Regions from separate parts of the Mus musculus genome. Here region 1 is linked to region 2. A link is a contact called in public Hi-C data. All regions are on one chromosome and are shown on one strand. The core of a region is the stretch at or near the end of the contact, and the rest is flanking DNA. Distances in the headings are between cores, read along the strand shown. Region 1 holds the start of Itgb6 (integrin beta 6). Region 2 overlaps Itgb6 (integrin beta 6).

Region 1 (7,087 bases), core at 3,791-6,290, 34 kb after region 2:
CAATCTCATGAACTGTGGTAACATTTATCAACAAACACATCCATGCAAATCCCTCAGCAGTGAGGATTGAAGGACAGAAGGAGGTGTATGTTGGGATATTTTATATCTCCTAGGGAGAAGTAGCATCCATTTAGATGGATGATAAGCTGCCCTTTCTTGGTGTGTGGTTGCAGAAAAGGTGAGCCAAATAAAGGAGAGATTAAATCTATTTTTCAGTCCTTGCAGACATATGCAGTAATGTGGTCGACATCTGAGTAATTTGAATGGGCACCATTAGAGAAGCTGTCTTCAGTGACACATTTGAAATGCAATGGAAAGATGTGCTAGTAGTTCCTCACTTCCTTCATATTGGGAAGTGAGAATCCCAATAACCAATGATGGGCGATGGGGTGCCAGAGGGATTATCAGAAGGCAAGGCACAGACACAGCGGTAGGAAACTATAACCTACCTGGTCTCAATTTAAGAACCAAGCTTTGAGGAGCAATCTGAACAATGTCAGAACTGTTCTTCTGTCGGCCCACGCTGAGAGGCTTATTTTGAAGGACTTCTATGCGGGAGACAGGGTTTTCAATGAAGGGTAGTTGACATCCTTTGGCTAAAAGATTCGCTGGGGTGTCGCACCTCTCGCCAGCTCCAGACAGGTGGGTGAAATTCTGCGGGGGTGGGGGTGAGGGGAAGATAACAAGGAGGAAAAGACAAATCTGCATCTCTTTGTAAGATTCCAGACATTAAACTTGTATGTGCTTTGTGAAATAAATACATGCTAGGAACATCACATCCCCTACACGACTGGTGGTGATTGACAGATGGAGTTCTGTGATAGCTGAATAACTGGAGAATTTAGCCAGCAATATTTTTGAATAAACCTGAGCTTCTTCTTCTTCTTCTTCTTCTTTCTTTTTTCTTCTTACTACATTCAGTCAAATTCATCTAACAGGTTTTTTTTTTCTTCCTAAAGCCCATGTTGTAAAATTTCTTCAGTGATCTGAGTGGACCTTTTAAATGTCTGAGTTCCCAAAGTTGATATTTTCCTGAGAATTTATTTGTTCCAGATGAATGGCTGGACTCCTAGCCTAGGACTGTCAACCAACCCAGAGAGATGTTTGCTGTGGGTTCCCAAAGGACAGGGCTCCTGGCATCTCCCTGTCTGGCACTCTGCTGCTTTTACGGGATGGTGTGTTCCCTTCGACTACAGCATCCCTTCACTTGAATTGACCTCTCAAGGACGTTAAGCTCGGTGTCTTAACAGATTCTAGTTCAAGGTCTTAGAGCTCCCTCCACCACCCAGGTCTGGAGGCTGAAAGAGAAGATGCTTTAAAGATACACATTCTGTCTGAGATTTCAGAAAGTCCCAGTCCTTCAGATCCATCCAGAGAGAAGGTGGGGAGGTGTAGGGCTCAGCAGAGATGTGGCCATTCTAATCTTGCAGTACCCAGAGCAGGGAGATGGAGCCAAGGCATGGACAGAACAGGTGCTACTGACAGGAAAGGCAAAGCTGGTCCTGAGCTGAATTGACCCGAGGCCCTTGGACTCTGGTGTGGTATGGTGTGGTGTGGTGTGGTGTGGTGTGGTGTGTGTGTGTGTGTGTGTGTGTGTGTGTGTGTGTGTGTGATGTGCACATAGAAACCAGTTTCTTGCCACCTTAGGATTCTAAGCCATTACTGTCATTTTCACCAACTAGGAAAGATACACTTCTTCTGAAATTGACTTTCAAAAATACGATTTGTTCCCTGCCAATCAGACCCATACAGATTTACAGCTATAACTTGGGTCTGGTAAAATGCAACTTCCTGTGGTGTAATAAAGGCAAGCAGTAGCTGCCCAAGGCCTCAGAATGCTTCTTAACACAGTACAATGGCTATCAGCTCTGCTCAGCCTTTGCCAAAAGAATAAAGTTGGGAAGGTGGTGGGGCTGGAGAGATGGCTCAGCGGTTAAGAGCACTGACTTGCTATTCCAAAGGTCCTGAGTTCAAATCCTAGTGATCACATGGTAGCTCACAACCATCTGATCTGATGCCCTCTTCTGGTATGTCTAAAAAAAACTATGGTGTACTTATATAAATATAGTAATAAATCCTTTTTAAAAAAAGAAAGAATAAAGTTGGAGACGTGCAGTTTGTGAGTCTGTGTATACTCTCGGTTTTGCTCATCTTTTGCGCTAACGGCCACATCTGCCTGCCTCAGCTGACGTACTCATGACTGCTTTTATTATTGGAGAGGCCTCTGAAATGATCTGGCCTTAAAACTTGATGATCACTTGACCAGCTACAACTAAAACCCTCAGTAACACCTTAGGAAACACCCGATTATGCTAAAAAATGAATTTAATTATACATTCTAGTGTGCTGGAGAGAGAGGTCAACAGCTAACAATACTTCTAGAAGACCCAAGTTCAGTTCCCAGCACCATGTCAAGGAACTCACAACTACCTATAAGTGTAGTTCCAGGGGATCTGATTTTGTTTTCTGGCCTCCATGGGTAACACACACACACACACACACACACACACACACACACACACACACAAAGTAAACATAAACTCCAGATTGACACAGTATTCTTTGTCTCTGCCATGAAGCTAATATTATCTTCTAGACAGTGTCCAAAGAGTCTATGGACTTGTTCCTTGTTGAATATTCTCAACCCTGCATTTCATGTTAAACCTTATAAGAGAATAATTGCCTTGAATTTTATTTGTGGCCTAAGCAGTTAAGGTAGTGTGGGGCACTGGGGGGCGGGGTGCATGGTTTATGCTTCTGCATGTGATGCAACCCTCCACAGATGTGTAATAAGTGGGGACTTTGGGTGCAAATAGTTACAGCCCAGGTCTGATCCAGGCATCTAGATTCCTTTCCCTTTGCATGCTATTTGGCTTTTGCTGTTGGCATTTGTAAGCCTTGATTGGCACTTAGATTCTTTCCAATGGATGGGACTTAAAAATCCAGAAAACCAAGACTGCTTTTTCTTAGTGTGAATCATTTACACTACACCTTGCTCTCTTCATCACAACATAGGCTGGGACTTGGTCTGTCTTGTTATTTAGCCCTCATGGCCTCCACACTTCTTCACGCAAGTTTCACTCTGACCAGACTAGGACCATTTCTTTAAAGCAGTGGTTCTTAACCTTCCTAATGCCACAACCCTTTAATACAGTGTGTTGTGATGAGCCCCGCCCATAAAATTATTTTGGTTTATACTGCACAGCTGTAATTTTGCTGCTGTTATGAATTGTCATGTAAATCCATGTGTTTTCCAATGATCTTAGGCGACCCCCGTGAAAAGGTCATCCAACCCTGACAGGGACCCTGACCCACAGGTTGAGAACCACCACTTGAGAGTTTCCTGTGCTCACTCTGTTCATGACTTTGTACAGGAATTGGCTGATGGCTGAATCGTAGATTTCCCTTCTCGAAGTACCTAGCACAGACTTACACCGGATCTCGGGTCCCTGATGCGAACACAACTACATTGTATCAACATTCAATGTCTGCTTCACTTTGGACAATATCTTTGTGGCCACCAATTATCCAGACAGAATGTTACACCAGCAAACAACTAGGAAGACTTTATAGCAAGAGAAGTAACCAGGTGGCTGGCAACACTGGCCAGGCAGAGGCAGCCACCTCTCTGTGAGTTCCAGGGCAGCCTAGTCTACATAGTGAGCCCCAGGACAGCCAGGGCTATGTAGTGAGACCTTGTCTCAAAAATAAAAATAAATAAATAAATAAAGTAATTAAGTTAAATAAAAGAACTGTCTAGATTTAGTAAAGGATGTTCAGGTTTTAAAGAACAATTTGGCATCCGTTCCTTCAGTAAGTTGTTTCCAAAGTATAGATGAATCCGACTTTGGTCCACTGACCCTCATGTTCCTTTCTTAAACTTGTTACTCATTCAACCGCACTGAGAGAAGCGCTTTCGCTGAGGATGCTAACTGATGTAGAAACAGTGTTAGAAACAGGGTGAGAGCCAGGGATTTACCTCCTGGGAGCACCAGGCGCAGTGGGGTCCTGTGAGCAGGCAGTCTGAGCAGCTTTCTGCACCACCCCAGGCACAGCCACCTAAGAGCAAAGCCAGCAAGAGGCAAGGATTAAAGCCCACTCCTTCATCCAGCTTAGGGGACTAACCCCTCTTACTAGAGCGAAGCTATCTAAAAATTTACTTTATAAAAGTAATCCTCTGAAGGCTAGTAACTCACATCAAAGTTTATAGCTTAGACCCATCACAATGGAAACATCTACATCATGTAAAACAGTGTCTCAGACCGCAACCGTGTCTAACTGCTCAGTACAGAATCATCGCATTTAGCCTCCTGTTCAACACCTGCCGCTTAATTTCAAAAACATGTCTGTACGCATTAAAAAGGGTTCTCTTATAAATTCAGCATTTCTGTTGCCGAATCCTCCACTCTCATGATTGTGACTCCCAGGTGGACGGCCTTGTTGTGCAACAAAACAGAAAAGCTTCTGAAGTGGCTATCCGGACAACACTCACAAGTCCCATTGTTCAGGAACTCTGTCTAATCCTCCTCATTAAAATTCCCGTGAAGCCTTTGTGTTTATTTACCTTGTACCTAGAACATTCACTGGGGGAAATGCTCTACGTCTGCCTGTAGTTTGTGAAAGTGTCTCAGTGGCACGAGAGCCATCAGACAGATCAAATGAAAAATGACTGCAGGTCTGTTTTCTGAAGCAAATGACAGTTTGTCAAGCTTACGATGAGAGCGATATCTGAGAGAGCTTCAGGCTTACCTTGGACGTGATCATTCCTTCCTAGAAGTAGCAGAAACAGGCAGACCAGCTCAATCCCCATTCGGTTCAGTTTTCACTGTGCAGACAGATTAAAAATGAATTACCTTCAGGGTTACAAGACCAAAGCTGGAAGCCGTGAAAGTCTTTCTTGCCGGGGTTTTTGGTTTTGTTTTGTTTTTTAAGTAAAACTACTCACACTGCTTTGAAAAGTAACTTGAGCTGTAAATTCAAAACCTTTCACTAAGACTAAAATGAAAACAGAAGCTACCTGGACAGGCAAAGCAGAAAAGCTGTGTTTAAAAGCAACTTCAACATGTTCACTTCCTCATTCACCTTATAAGGAAGTCAGGTGTACAGTGCCCGGGAAGGTGGGGAGACTTAGTGCAGGAGACGTTTGCATGTGTGTCAATTCTATTAGCTGTACTGTATCCTAGAGCAAATGAGCCTCTTTAGTGAAATGTTAATCAATGAACTGTCAAAAGACCGATTTAAATGTATGGTGTTCATAACAATTTTAATTTAATGCTGTAAGGATGTGAAATGAAACACAGAAGTTAAGCTTAAATGTAAGGAAGCTTAAGAAAAAAAAAAAAAAAACAAGTTAAAATACCTGAGAGGTTTGGTTTTCATGTTAGAGCCTCTGCAGAGAATTGAAATGAGCTCTGAAAAATATAAACATTATTTTACAGTCAAATTAGAAGTTAGGCAAAGTAGAACAAAAAACACTGTTTTCTTATCTTTCAAATTATATAAGAGCTATTTTTCACACCTTTAGAGTTCTTAATTTTAAAAGCGTATTAAAAGCACTGTATATGAAGATCAACTAGACCAAAATAAAGCCTCAGCACAATAGAAACACCGGAGAGAGAAACAACAGCAGTCACGACTCTGAATCTCTGTCTCGAGAGCATTCTTCCAGGGTGGTGACCAAGGAGAGCATTTGGTGGCACAAGGAAGGTCCCGTGGTCCATCAAACACCAAGACCGCAAGCAAACAAAACATTACGATAAACAAGGTTAAAATAATATAAACGAAAGGAAAGGCTTCCAGCCCCTGGCTTGACACATATGAATCATTTACTTGTTATGTGGATGACAGCTCAAAATGTGTATATTCTACAGGTAAATCTGTGAGGTTTGTATCCCCCGCCCCCTAGCCCCCACCCTCCCTTCAGGGGCCGTTTGGGATTTGTAGAAACTGTGAGCAGGTAGGAATCAAATGCTCCGTCACGCTAAGCCATCTGACCTCAGGCAGGCTCCTTTCTGTCTGGGCTCACGTCCTGGGAGACTGTCTTTTGAAGGTATGTTTCCAGGCAAGCGTGAGAAACCTGGAAAGAGAAGAAAACAAATTATAGACTACTTAGATTTTTTTTTCCAGCAGCCTATATTCAGTTTTCAACTCTGTCATATACAAAACCCAGGAAGAAAACAGAAAGACTCCTGCTGTAAGAATCCAGATTAGAGAGCTGAAAACTGAGACTTTGAGAGAGAAAAAACAGTGTGTGAAATGTGTGCCTGCATTTGAAGGATGGTGGGACTATGACTCTCTGCCTATGATGTGGCCGCCATTTTGAAAACCCATTGACAAATGTTTTCTGAGCATTTGTGCCAGATATGTCCTTTTAAGATATACTTTTATTTTTAATTGACACAACAGTTGAATGCACCCTTAGGGTAGAGTGTGTGTGTGTGTGTGTGTAATTTCCTTGGGGAATGTTTGAAATCTTCTGTGATAGCTTTTTTTAAATACTCAATAAATTATTGCCAACCAAAGTTGTCCTGCTGTGTTTTAGAATATTAGACACTATTCCTTCTCAAATGGCATACTGGTACCCAGTAACTATCATCTCTCCATCCCTCCCTCCCATCCTTTTCTGGCTCCACTCTTTTGTTTGGTATGTTTTGTTCTCAACTATTCAGTGTGTGTGTGTGTGTGTGTGTGTGTGCGAGCACATGTGCCTGTGTATATGTACCAGTGTGTATGTGTGTGTCTGTACCTGTGGTGTGTGTGTGTGTGTGTGTGCCTGTGTGTATGACCAGTGTGTGTGTGTGTATGACCAGTGTGTGTGTGTGTGTATGACCAGTGTGTGTGTGTGTGTGTGTGTGTGTGTGTGTGTGTGTGTGTGTGTGTGAATGGCTGCCGGTATACATGTGTGATAACATGAATGTCAGAGGACAACTTTTTTGGAGTTGGTTCTTTGCTTCCTTGATGAAGTGGGGTTTCTTTCATAGTTTCTGTTGCTGGCCAAGAAAACCTCCAGCCCATTCACATCTCTCCCTTCCATCTCGCCATAGGAGTGCTGGGATTATAGGTGTATATACCCCACTACCTCCAGCTC
Region 2 (6,816 bases), core at 2,301-4,800:
AAACACATGTCACAAAGGGCCATGAAGCATGAGACTGCGGTTAACAGCAAATACCTACATAGGAGCTTGGATTCCACTGGAGTGGAGCCGGGGGATGTGTGCAAATTTGCCTGATCTTGGAAGAGACGGTTGCGGAAACCTTTGTTCTAGACAAAGAAAGGTTTGGATCCTTTTGAAAAGGAATCTCAAGGTCCTTAGCTGGGCACAGAATTGCCACTCTTGAAGGACATTTTAGTATCTCCAAGGATGAGATGCTGTGGTTTTTTTGCAAGCACCAGTTCAAGTGGCTCTGCATTTGGGGTTAATTCTTGGCTAATGATGCTGATCCCACCCGCTTCTTAATGTGTAATTACCATCCTGCATGCGGTATGACATTTGGCATTTGGCTATTAGGACAAGTGCTTAATGTTAATCACACTTGCTGATTGCCACTAGAGCCAGGGTACAAAGGAAGCTGGCAGCCAGTAGCAGTAGCCAGTGATGACACTGGCAATTATACGGAGGAAAACTATTAATTAATTTTTGGATGCTGATTTCTCCCCCAAACTATTTCAAATAATTAACTAGAAACATGACAATTTGGCTTAATGGTATAACACTGTGAAAACTTGGGCTTTAAATCTGTAGAGCATTATGATCATTGTAAGTACGTATCAAATGCCTTTCCTTCGCTAAAACCTTAAAGCGACGTTGTAAACTGTTGTGATTAAACGTGTTTAAAGTTAGAGAAGAGCTGCCTTTCACGCCTGCTGATGAATTACAGCCCTATGAGTAAGACAGTGGTGTCAGCAACAGTGAAGGCCATAAACACGATGGCACAGGAGCTCATTAGAAATGCAGTCTCACGTGTGGCCGCAGACTCTCTATTCTCCCTCCGCGGATTATCCTAATTACAGAGCTTCTTGGATCCCCCTGCTGCACCGCCCAGGAGTTCCTGGCTGTGTGCTCTTTTGGATCACCTGGGTTTTCCTATTTATTTGTTCACTCTGCTTCCATCTCAAAAAAGGATGACTTGTTTGCTTAACAGTGCGTGTTTGCACGTGGCAAGGGATCGCTCAGCCGGCAGCCATCGGACAACACCGTGTCTAAATTTATCCCCTAACACTCCGACCTCCTCTTCAGAGAGCATCTCCACACTCAGTGGCACTCAGTGCCCAGCTGTCAGACCAGTTTTAGGTATGCACATTGGCTTGGCTAAGAGCAGGGGGATGCATGATTACCTATGTCACCTGTGGACTGGCAGGGAGTGGCTTTCTCCTCTGATAGAATGACTGAGGACCTTGGTAAGCATTCTTTGCTATGGGAGGGCTCTTGACATTTCTGCCTTGCAAGGGACAGACAGCTCCTGACAGGATGTCCATTCCTGCTCTGGTGCACTTCCTCTAGAGGAACTCTCAAGAGGTCCACTGACTTCTGGGTGGAAGTTTAGTATTAACTGTCGTCTTTCAGGCCCTCCTGATTTGCTTTTTTGCCCTGGAGGGTGGTGATTCAAGCCTAGATCTCTCCACATCCTCCTCTTGTAACATGGCTACAGTCTCGAAGACTCCTCATTACCTCCAAGCTCATTGGCCATGGTTTTCTACTGACCACACTCTTCATGTCTCTTGTTCAATGGAGGAAATCAGTTATCAACGTTCCACACATCCCCTGGAAGCTTGCATAAACAACTTAGGAAACTCAGTGCTTAGCAGCCACTGCTGGTTTCCGTCTGGGCTTGTGCTTGCTTGTTCCTCTCTATGCAGCCTCAGTAATGTATCACGGGTACCACGACTTTATCTTATGCACAGCACTGTTTTTAATCTCGGCAACACTTATTCATCGTTGTATCAGTAGTCTACCTCAAAATATACTTGTTAACTATAGTTTACTGAAATGCATTTACCAGGATGTTGGCTCGGATCTAATCTGCTCACAAATATTTCATCTAATCTAACAAAGATTTTTCTCACTTCTTTATCTTTACTTCTTCCTAATAAGTATTCTCCCATCCTATATTTTTCTCTCTATAGTGCACACATAGCATATACCCACTGAGAGTAGGAAGAAGCCCAAAGCTTCCAATGCTCACTGCCCTTAAGTGGCATACTTCCTCTAGCAAGGCCACACCTCTTAAGCCCCTTAAATGATGCCACCAACTAGGGACCCAGTATTCAAGTCTGTGAACCTATGGAGACATTCTCACTCAAACCACCACAACCCTCCTGGGCTTGGGCTAAAAAAAAAAATAAAAGTTTTAAGTAGAAAACAAAAATCACTACCCATAGAAAGAGTGATGAATAAGACTTCAAAGGAAGAATTCCATCTATAGATCTAATGCTGCCCCCATCAAAGTACAAACAAGTTATTTTGTAGATCTCAATAAACGTATGCTAAAGTCTATAAGAAGCAGCAAAAGGCCCAGAATAGCCAACTGAAGTAGAGGAAGTGAACTTCAAGACTTACTATAAAGCTCCAGTCCTCAAAAAGTATGGTATCGACAAATAGATCAATTAAAAAGAACAGGAAGCCCAGAAACTGGCTAACAGAGTAAAATCAATGGATCTTTCCCAACAAGCAAGAACATTATGAAGAAGCAAAAGTAGTCTTCTTGGCAAATAGTACTGGAACAACTGTCCATGCACACCACAAACGAATCTACACACATATGTGCATCCCACCCTTGGTAAAATCTAACTCCAAAAGGAGACTAGCCTACTTGAAAGACTGAAAAACATATCTCATAAAAGATATCACAGGAGAAATTTTAGATGGTCTTGACTTTGGGTGATGACATTTTGCTACCATACTGAAAAAATTGATCCACGAGGTAGATGAAAGATGAGCTAGGTGTAAGGAAAAACAGTTATGATACGGAAAAGACAATTTAAGAGAACGAGAAGACAAGCCACAGGATACATCACATAAAGCTCTGTTACTTCGGAGGACCTCTTAAAACTCAACAAGAAAACAATCTTATTTTCAAAGGAGTTGAAGACCCTCCCAGATGCCTCACCAAAGAAGACATGCAGACGGCAAAGAAGCACCTGAAAATATACTCCATGCCAAGCCACCAGAAACACGGATTCCCTAATTCCATTGTCCCACGGTGCCTTCGCCTCAAGCATCTGACACTCTGTGCCTCCATGAAAGAACACTGTTCCTGTTAGATTAAGAGTCCATGTGTGATACATGGTGATTTTGTCCCCATTGAGCCTACTTAAGGTCACATCTCTAGTAATGGGAGTTGGATACTTTTCTGGGGGGGCATCGTGCAGAACAGAGGGGTGTATGCGTTGTTCGCTTTAGCCTTACACCTTTAGTTGAATCAGGGCAGGTGGTATCTTGCCCAGGCACCAAAGTTTAGGTGGTGGAAGCAGACTGTGGCTCCAGGCCAACGCTCGCTGTCTTCTATTAGGTTGCCGTGGGAGGGATGGGTACAAATGCCAACAGCAAATGAGCAAGGGTGTCTCATTAGAAAGTTAAGATCTCAATGCCCTCTATGTATGCTTAGTGACTCAGATTTTAAAACACTTTCCTACCCAGTGCAGGAATGTCAAACTCGAATGCTGCGGCTCAAAAGAAACGTAGGAAGGAATGAAAAGCTGGGTGGGGCTAGATGGGGTAGTACCCAGGAAACCAGTACTCTCTTATTTATCTTGTCCTTGGTGGTAAAGCCTTGCTTCTGTGGAAAAGCATGTGATTCTTCCAGAATTGGAGCCTGGACCTGCTGACATAAATGATTCCGAGTTCAACTGCAAAGGCTTTCTGCTTCAGGGCCTTTCATTCATTCTTGTGAGGTTTTTATTTCCCCAGTTCTCATTGTCCATTATCAGTAAACGCAGGGCTCTGGGTATTATGCAAAAGTTTACCCCTAAGCTTCCCTCTGTTACCAGGACACCCAAGATTCCAAGAGGAACCTGTCATTGTTTCTGGCAAGAGAGTGGCATGACTGTCTGTCTCTGGGTTGCATGATATCTGCGTTGACTTCAGGCTTTCCATTGTCAGCATTCCTCGGGCAGGCAGGCAGGCAGGCAGGCAAGATGGGAGTGTGCTAATTAAATCAGGTGCTTGATCTTGAAGTCGGTACCAGCAATGACTAGGTAGTCAGCCTTGGAACTTTTGAGCACTACCTGTCTTTCTCCCAGTCTGCCCGGAATGTCAGCCAAGAGCAGTAGCACACACACAGCTGAGCGAGTACTCTAGAGCAATCACTGTGATAAGGGAAAAACGAGTGGGCTGCAGTGCAGACTGTTACGAGACAAACAGATGCGCACAGGCATCCGAGTGGAGGAGATTCTGAGAACAAAGGGGCTGTGTGGAGTATTTGTTACCCAGGACACTTCATGGCTCCTCTTAATGAGATTAGCCTGCTTTCAGAGATGGAGGGCACACCTTGGCTACAGAATGAACGTCCAGACTCTCTAAGCTTTAGAAAGGCCTTTTAAAATGAAAGGGGAGATGGGTTTCAGTAACAGCATGTGTGCTCTGCAGAGCAATGGACAGGTAATAAAACTTTGAAGAATCGCTGGAAGGAAGGTTATAGAGGGGACAAGAAGATAACAAACAGAGTGTGTGCAAGGACTGCTACAGAGCCATGAGCCTCCGCACTCCAAGTGCTGCAAATGGACCAGAGCATCAGCATCTCCTTGGAGCTTGTCACACATGCTGAGTTATAGACATATCACATAGACATCTGCATCAGAGCCTGCGTGTTCATAAGGTGCAGAATGGTTGGCTATACAGAGGAAATGGGAAGATGCTGACCTCAGTGTCTGATCCAATGGTGTCAATTTAATCAGGTCAGGATGTGGCCTGAGTAATAATTTGGCTTTTAAAAGCTGCCTAGGACAGTCTGATAAGAACCAACAATTGAGAACCATATGTAAACAATAGTCTGTGACTTGGAAAATAAGGACATTATATCTTATAATATAATGTTAGTCTTATGAAGTGTTCAGTATTCAGCCAGCCATACGCTTGTGTGGGCATCTCTGCTTTGCTACAAAAGTGGTATATTTTGAGTGTCTGCTCTCCGTGGACCTGCCTTCTCCTTCTACCTTAGGTCACTCCAAGCTGACTGACTTTTGAATGTTCTTATTCTGTTCCTTGTATATTCTGGGGATGGGTTGTTTGCTACCCCAGGGCCTTTGCATGTGTCTATTCTCGATGCCTCTCAACTTTCTGGTTGCTAGCACAACCCCTCTTGGATGGAGTCTTCTCTGAAGATCCTCTTCATGGAAAACTCTCAGTCTTTCCATTTGGCTGTTCTCCATTGCTGAACACCATTCCCTTCCATTCCTTGGGCAGCACATTTAAAAGTCACTCTTTGTTATTTCTTCATTTGTCCTTTTTTTTTGTCCACTTCCCTTCAGTAGACTAAGCCCACAAGGACAGAACCTGCCTTATATTCTCTGTTCTCCCAGTGCCCCGTAAGTATAAAGCACACAAACTATTAAATGAATGAATGAATGAATGAATGAGCAAGCTATGACCTGTCACCCATTTTTATAATAACAGGAGCCCATGAATCTTCATATAGTATGGTAGAGCTGTATGCTCATAACTCAGAAGGCTTGGATGACCTTTGACCCTTACCAACAGGCTCCCAAAGAAAATAGAGCATGGTATGGTTTGAACCCTGATGACTCCTGCAGGCTTCTGCTTTGAACTCTTGTTCTATAGTGGTTGGTGCTGTTTGGCAGGTGGAACCTGCCTAGTTGTCGAACCCCTAGGAGATGGCAGTGGCTGGGGCGGAATGAGCAGGATGACTGAAGTAAGGTCCTAGGGAGGGGTTTCTGAAGGTTGTGGGTAGCCTCTGTCACCTGCCTCCTCTTGCTTCCTGTTCTTCTGTGATGTGAACGCCATTTGCACCATGTGGAATTCCTCTAGACTTTCTTACTGTGATGGGCTGAAACCTTTGACACTGTCAGCCAGAATAACTCTGTCCTTTTGCAACCTGTTTCCTTGGGAGCTGTCGCCATAGTGGTACAAAGGTAACCAATATGCAAGTTTTAGTTGGGTTCCACTAAACAATGAACATTTTCTAATTTAAGATATCATCAGTATTGCACGGGACATATTTTTACTAAAAAGGATTTGTTGTTTATTTGAAATTCAATTTTAACTACCTATTCTGCGTCTTATGAACAAAAAATCTTTTCAATCCTATGAAATAAGTGTTCCAGCCCCTGAAATAATGAATGAAGGATGTCCAAACTATTCAAATTCAACAGCTGTTTTTCTTTTCTTTAATTTTTCTGTTTACTTTCTGACAATTCAATATCGCAGGGAGTACAAAGTATTCAACTCTTATTAGAATTAGGCCCTTTTAGTATATCTTAGGTTCTCTCTGAAAATTGGGCATGAAATTAAAATACATATTTCTCCCAAGCTTTATGTCCAGTGGGCCACCGGTTTAACTTGCTCTCTTGGGTCAATGCTCTAGTGAGTGTTGAAAAGGCAGTGCCTACTGAGTGGAAGATAATCCGTTACAGTTAGGCCAGTTAGACTGCTCCATATGGTTGGCAAGTGCCCCGTGTGCACTGTTGGGATTTGGCCATCCCAGCAGTGACACACACGATAGCCATTACAACCATGAGAATGCCTAGAGAAAGCAGAGAGCGGAGTAACACAGCACTCTGAGGTGCAGACTTAGGTCCACAGATAGTGAAGTCCTGAGCAAAGCGACACGGTCAGAGATGTGAAAATAGATGCTAAAAGTAATTACTTGGCTTTATGAATGTTAAAATTTGCTCATGGGAAACAAAGAGAAAGCACATAACATGAGAACGTGTGAAAAACTAAGTCTGGGATGGGGGGAGTGACTTACCTCTATAG

Evidence for each region. Hi-C and Micro-C count contacts between places; a contact is called where the count stands out from the background.
Region 1: a Hi-C map of embryonic fibroblasts shows a contact between it and region 2, with 1.9 times the contacts expected there. The contact joins the promoter of Itgb6 here to the enhancer-like site in region 2. A contact is called at or near these places in 9 of 484 Hi-C or Micro-C datasets (the N1E-115 cell line, adipose-derived mesenchymal stem cells, cumulus cells and 4 more), 2 of 115 datasets of contacts at active chromatin or transcription factors (embryonic stem cells and extraembryonic endoderm stem cells) and 1 of 9 other capture datasets (adipose tissue).

The regions. Positions count from the first base shown.
Region 1 is chr2:60,668,653-60,675,739 of GRCm38.p6, forward strand. Itgb6 (integrin beta 6) reads right to left here and starts at 5,041. Exons shown (of 15, transcript NM_021359.3): 1 at 4,750-5,041; 2 at 3,980-4,059; 3 at 450-654. The coding sequence starts at 4,810.
Region 2 is chr2:60,636,286-60,643,101 of GRCm38.p6, forward strand. The region is part of intron 7 of Itgb6 (integrin beta 6); the gene reads right to left. Among named protein-coding and RNA genes, the nearest start is that of Itgb6, 34 kb to the right of the region's middle. Within about 2 kb of position 3,551, at least 51 of the 459 cell types and tissues checked have an H3K27ac peak or open chromatin away from gene starts, as enhancers often do. A contact at or near this core is called in the N1E-115 cell line, embryonic fibroblasts, extraembryonic endoderm stem cells and 2 more, where this site is marked.